2 separate regions of the Mus musculus genome follow, and region 2 is linked to region 1. The links are chromatin contacts, called in public promoter capture Hi-C maps. All regions are on one chromosome and are shown on one strand. Each heading gives the region's core, a stretch centred on a gene start, on an enhancer-like site or on the middle of the called end of the contact. The rest is flanking DNA. Distances are from core to core; before and after follow the strand shown.

Evidence for each region. Capture Hi-C pulls out chosen DNA fragments and counts their contacts.
Region 2: a contact with region 1 is called in a promoter capture Hi-C map of pancreatic islet. The contact joins the promoter of Fgfbp1 here to the promoter of Cc2d2a in region 1. A contact is called at or near these places in 9 of 39 promoter capture datasets (the 3T3-L1 cell line, embryonic stem cells, hematopoietic stem and progenitor cells and 4 more), 1 of 15 datasets of contacts at CTCF or cohesin (embryonic stem cells), 59 of 484 Hi-C or Micro-C datasets (B cells, the C2C12 cell line, CD4 T cells and 33 more), 7 of 115 datasets of contacts at active chromatin or transcription factors (bone marrow-derived dendritic cells, embryonic stem cells and stem cell-derived epiblast-like cells) and 4 of 9 other capture datasets (adipose tissue, liver, macrophages and 1 more).

What each region holds. Positions count from the first base shown.
Region 1 is chr5:43,660,951-43,664,008 of GRCm38.p6, reverse strand. Cc2d2a (coiled-coil and C2 domain containing 2A) reads right to left here and starts at 1,630. Exons shown (of 38, transcript NM_001359906.1): 1 at 1,450-1,630.
Region 2 is chr5:43,980,307-43,983,364 of GRCm38.p6, reverse strand. Fgfbp1 (fibroblast growth factor binding protein 1) reads left to right here and starts at 1,566. Exons shown (of 2, transcript NM_008009.4): 1 at 1,566-1,652.

The sequences.
Region 1 (3,058 bases), core at 381-2,880:
TGGTTGCGAGGGGAGGTGGGAGGAAGGGATGGAGAGGGGAAACAGAGGTTCAGAGATGGAAGAGAACCATAAGAAAACCTTAGGGTGTTGAGTGCTATCCCTTTACTCTCTTTAGTTTTTGTCACCCATCCCTGACAGCCATACACAAGTCTCTTCTCCCCTTCCTCCAGCCAGGACCAGGACACTTGTTTTCCCTCGTCTGTTTAAAATGTTGCTGGAACCTCCTCCCCTCCACGCATGCTCACTTTCTCTCTTCAGAGACGAGGCTTTTCCTTTCGAGTGGGAGGGCCCGCTCAAAGTTGTGAACTCTCAGGAGCCATCCTGTGCCTTTTTAATGATTAATTATGTAGCAGCAAGTTACTCTAGCCCCAGCTTCTAGGGTACCAGGTGAGTGACACAGCTGTGTGTGGTCATTTAATCAGATGGACGGGACACCTTTCACTTGATGAGGCCAGGTCAGCACCCAGGCTCTGCTCATGGGATTGCTCAGCTGCACAGGGGGTGCTGGAAGCACCTCTATGGCAGGAGTCCCGCTGTGGGCCAAGCTCTTTAGACCTTTTTACAAGTCTGTTTTGTCACTGATCTCATTATCTGTTTCTACATCTGCTTCCCCAGCAAAGTCTCACCACTGGACCTGGTCTAAGTTGGTTTTGTACACTGTAAACTTGAGTTCTTCATCTGCTGCATCATTGATGCTCACTAAAAACTTGAATAAATGACTCTGTAAGTGAACTCTAGGCCAACTATCTATATACAGATTGATCTATGTTTATATATGTGCATATCTCTCTATCTCTATGTATACATATATGCACATATTTTCTCTATCCATATACAGTTCCCCTCTATACAAAGCATGCTGTCGTTACACTTATTTGCAGAAATGTTATATAAAATGCAATAGCAGACATGTATTTCTCATTAGATTTTATTAGCATTTCATAGCACCTAGCATTTCATAGCACCTAAAATGAAAACAGCTGAGCTGATGGCCAGTAGACTTCTGAAAGCTTGGCAGACCTCAGCCCTGCGGTTCAGAGCTCTTTGTCCAATAACAAGAAAAGTGGAGCTCGCCACACGGAGAGTACTCCCTCCGGCCCGCCCTCCCCTTCCCCGGAGCAGTTTAAACTAAAGGCCCGAAAGCAACACGCAGCTAGTGCTTAGCAGCACACTGACCAGAGAGGCTCTCTGTGAACCGGTTTGCTTTTCCCCTGCAAGCCAGACAGCAGCTGAAATCAGAGCTGTCCCTGCAGTGCCCCCACTTTGCATTGAGAGAGTGAAACTGCAAGCAAGATGAAGGGTCTCTAATGTTAGCAAGATGAGAGTCCCTAACGTTACAAAGCATTCATTCCACTCTCACTGCACCAGGGAGGGGCTGGTTTCTCTGCCGGAACGGAAAGGAGAGGAAAGCAGGACACTGCAGCCTGTCTCTGTTAAAGACTGATTTACCTTCGTCCACTCTACAAAACGAAGTTTGCAGATTCCACTTGCTGGGCTGAAGGGATGAGATGAGAGACCAGTTGTGTCAAGCCAGAGAACCTTTTAGAAATGAGCGAAAGGGTGGGCTGGGGTAAGAGAGGTTACTCCCTGGGAAGCTGCAGCCATATCTCAGGGTTTAAAAAAAAACACCAGCTTAGCAACCAGTTCCCAGGGAAGGTCACTAGGCGGCCGCTTTTTTTTTTTAAAGTGGCAGTTTACTTTTAAGACTTGGAATATGAGCTTGCTGGGCAAGCAGTGGAAAAATAACGTGCTGAAGAGAGACAAAGGGAAAGCAACTGGGCAGCCTAGCAGAGAGGACTCAGGCTCTCAGCAGGGTGTCCTGCCTTATGTCTCTGGGTTGCATGGCCTGTTGGGTCAAGGACAGAAGGTGTTGATAAGTAGAGTGGTTTAGAATCAGGAGGGGCCATGTTGTGTGGAGCTGCCTAGTAAGCAGTAGCAAAGACTATGTGGCCGGGCATCAGAGCTATCAGAGCTCCAGCGTGTGTTGCATTAGGGATGTTGGCTGGCTGTGCACAGAAGCTGGACCGCACACGCCTAACCTCTGTTTCTTCAACTCTTCACTACAAATGACCCAGCGGCCCAGCAGGGATACAGACAAGATGGCTCAAAAAAAAAAAAAAAAAAAAAAAAAAAGGCAAGAAACCAGGAGAAAAGGCCAAGTAGTGAGAACAGTAGTAAGCAGACTCAGACTCTACAGGCCAAAGACAACCACAGATCAAGGAACTCCACAGACCGCGGCCTCCTAACCCCAAGTGTTGTTCCTCAGAAGCCTGCCATTTTGTTTCTTAGACAAGACCTCTGACTGGAAGCTGGCATTTGGTGATTAGGCTAGGCTGCCTGCCTAACTCCAGATCCCTGCTTGTCTTAGCTTGTCTGGTGCTGATAGAACAAACGTGGGCCACCATGCTGAGTGTTAGCCACCTTCAAAGCCAGGTCCTCATGCTTGTGTGATGAAAAGCCCTTTACTAATAGAACTATCTCCCAGCCCCTATTTTCTGTATCCCTAAAGCTCTGGCATTCACTGCATGGGTCTTAGATAGATCTCTGAAGCTAACTAATTCCTAGAGACAATAAATGACTCCAAGGAAATGCATATATTCTCTTTGATACGTACTAACTGACCCCAAGCTGGCATCTCCATCTACTGCAATCACCAAGAAGTACCCCTCTGCTCTAAGTCACTCTGGAGGCAGGTGCTTAGGGAGCATGTCTATGATCCAGAATATTCTGAAACAAGTCAAATTATTTAATTCTAAACCCACCAGCACACTTACCATGCCACAACCTTCCTTCCAGGGAAAACCCCAGTAAAGGGTCTCTTTTGGAGCCTGATGTTTGGAGAATGCTGTTTTTGGAGACTGCTGCTGATTGTGTTTGGTTGATTGGTCTGTCTTTGTATCCCCAGTGCTGGGAATATAGATGCCTGTAGCCACTTGGCTTTTTATGTGGGTGCTGGAGACCTGAGCTCAGTATTTATTCTGGGCCAGTATCTTATTGATTGAGTCATTTTTTTCCCAGCCCAAGAAACAAATTTATATCCATTGTGATATTCTGTTAT
Region 2 (3,058 bases), core at 317-2,816, 320 kb before region 1:
TTGAAGAGCTCCTCAGTCTGCCTCCTTCCACAGCACAGCTGTAGTATCAACACTGCCTCTGGATGGTCTACAAAAGAGAGACTTTAGCAGCAGGTGTCTTTTGATTTGCTACACAGGGAGTCAGAAACCTCAGAATTGAAAACTTGGAATGCACATTCTTCTCATAGTTCCAGCATGAGTACCTGTTTACCACACACACTGGATCTCACTGTTTGTTTAGCCTGATCCCCCACTCCCACCCTTGTTTCCTCTGTCACTTGGAAAGGCTTCCATGTTCTTGTCTGACCAATAGGTTGACACTGCTTTAGTGAAGTGACTCAGCATTTTCTTCTGTTCATGAGGTCAATTCCAGAGAGGTGGGTGGGTTGATGGTTAGGATGGCTTAATAGTATTGCTCTTAGCTAAAACTAACCTCGGAGCTCAAACACACCCACTCAAACACTTGCTGTTGGCCTCAGGACAAGCAGTTATGTATGAAAAGCATGTGACTAAAACCAGCTTTGAATATGATATTCTTTCCCACTGACCAACCAGCCTGGATGAGAAAGGTATTCAGTCACCAGCCTTCACTGGTGGTGCAACTAGCAATTCATCAGTTAAATTCATTGTGCTCTTCACTCAGGTCACCAAAAGCCAGGGTGCATTTGTTATTTCAACTCTTGGATAAAGAATTTAAGCAATGACAAATTACCAATCTAATGAGAAACACCAAATTCAAAAAGGACACGCACACAAAGGACACACTCTCATACAAATGCCTGTTTTCCAAGAAAACAGCTTAAGATCTCAATAGGAAATCTAAACAGCTCAGCACCAGGAAAGACTTCAGTGGGCTTCATGCAGGGAGATGCTGTTGTTAAGCGCTGTACTGTGCACAAAGTAGCCACAGTAGGGGTTGGAGACTGAGATTAGAGAGTGTGGACTGTCAATAAATTCGATGCTTGCTGTGGCCAGGATCCCCTACCTAGATGTATCCAGAGTGAGACTCTACCTGCAACACGATGATCTATGAACACTCTCTCTGATGACCTGGAATCAATTATTTTCAAATGAAATTCCATAGTGGAGAGTTATCTCTCCACCACCCCTGGGGCCCACCGATTCACCTGCCTACACAGTAGATCCAGCTGGCTCTCAGCAACCAGGAACTCAGAGTCAGATTTCAGCAACTTCAGTCACTCACTTTCCAAATATTGCCTGAAGCCAGCCAGGTGGGAAGAGATCAGACCACGGACATTAGGAGTCCTGAGTGTAAAACACCAGCTCTGTGAATCCTGACCCCTTTACTATTAAGAGCAAATCTCTCTGTCTATGAAATGGGAAGAGTCGCTGGAGAGAATATGGAAAGGCACTAGAGGAAATGGGCCCTTTCCTCTGTTCTTACAGAAAGATCGCTGCTGGATGGGAAAGGAAGGGCTTCCAAGGAGGAGGGCTTGCAGCAAATGCAACCCCCCCCAGCCATTGGATTCCACCCAGTACCTTCCCTCCAGGACTGGCTCTCCCTGAGGGGTGTGGCTGGGAGGAGCGTGAATAAAGTATGTGAGTTGTAAAAGCCACTTGAGCTCCTGTATAAATAGTACAACCTGCACCCCAGCGTGAGGACTGGAAGCCTGCATTCCCCAGTACACCTGGATCTGCACACTCACAGAAAGGTGAGCCTGGCTCTTTTAAACATTTCGTGTGTGTGTGTGTGTGTACAAATACATACATAAAATCATTATTGTTATTATTAATTAGTATGTATGATTTTAAAGATGGGGGGCTTATATGCCTACAGCAGAGGATAACATGTAAAAAGAAGCTGATTCCCAACTTCCACCTTTACATGGGTTCTGAGCATCGAACTCAGGTCATCATGCCTGCCTGGCAAGTGCCTCCATCCTCAGGGCCCTCCTGCCAGTCCCCTCTTAAGAGTTATTTTATCTACTTCTTAGCCCCTGGACCTCCTTGGGTCCAGACCACATTATGGGAACATGAAAGCTATGTCACCGTGCCAGGAGAAACAGGTCTGTCCCTGGCTCTTTCAGCCTCCAGTCTCAGCCACGCTTTAGTCTAAACTCTCTTGGGGCCTTTTCCTTTTCTTACTTCCACATGGGCAGAAATGAAATTGTGGTGCTTTCCTGGGTTTTTCCTACCTTTCAGACAAAAAGTTCTCAATTTTTTTTTAAAAGCATAGATTTAATGTTTTTAAAAGAACCATCTGGTGATCGTGTTTGGTACCATACCAAATCTTGTGCAGCCCGTTGTTTCTTTTTGCTATTTTCTAAAGAGTTAGAATAAAGGCAGAAAGCAAGAAGTGAGCACTAAGGACTGACAGAAAGGGAGACACACTCTGCCTTTCCAGACCACCGTCTTTGCCCATCAAGGGGCAAACTTGCTTATCTGTCTGAGCCCTAGCTGTCCCAGAGGTTGCCTGAGGGTGTATATTAAGAGGGGTGAGAATCAAATGCTAAGGCACTGCTTAACACCTAGGAGTTGGCAAACAATCACGTGTGCCTCCTCTGCCATTATCTGTAGCTTTATACCTGGTAGAAACTATGTCATTTAATTTGAAAGTCATTTTATTTTTGTTATAGATGTAAAAAAAAAAAAAGGCATTGAATAAATACTCCCTGTATGCCTGGCATTATGCCATTGAACTCAGTCATGATCCTTACTTTCCACCTTGCAGTCTATACGATCTCATCCCTCTCCACCCTGTTTCAAGTTGGCCCCATCAAGGTCAGTGGCCTCCCCCACCTCCCTGCCTTCCTGGGACTCTTCCTCATGACTTTCCCCTTCTCTTCACACAGCCACACCCAGCCCAGTATGTCAAACCCTGTGCATGTTTAACCCTGAGTCAACATATCTTTTTCATGACACTTCTGTGACTCTTACTATATCCTTTCCCAACAGGTGGTCATTGGTACCCACGCAGATGATGGGGTAGAAACCCAACTCTCTCTGGAGCTAGCCAAGGGGCCAGTGGCTGTTTTATTCAACAATTTCTAGAAGGAAAGAGTGGCTTTTCCAAGATGAAAAGGAGGGCTGAGAAGGGAGAGAGTCCCTAGCTGATGCT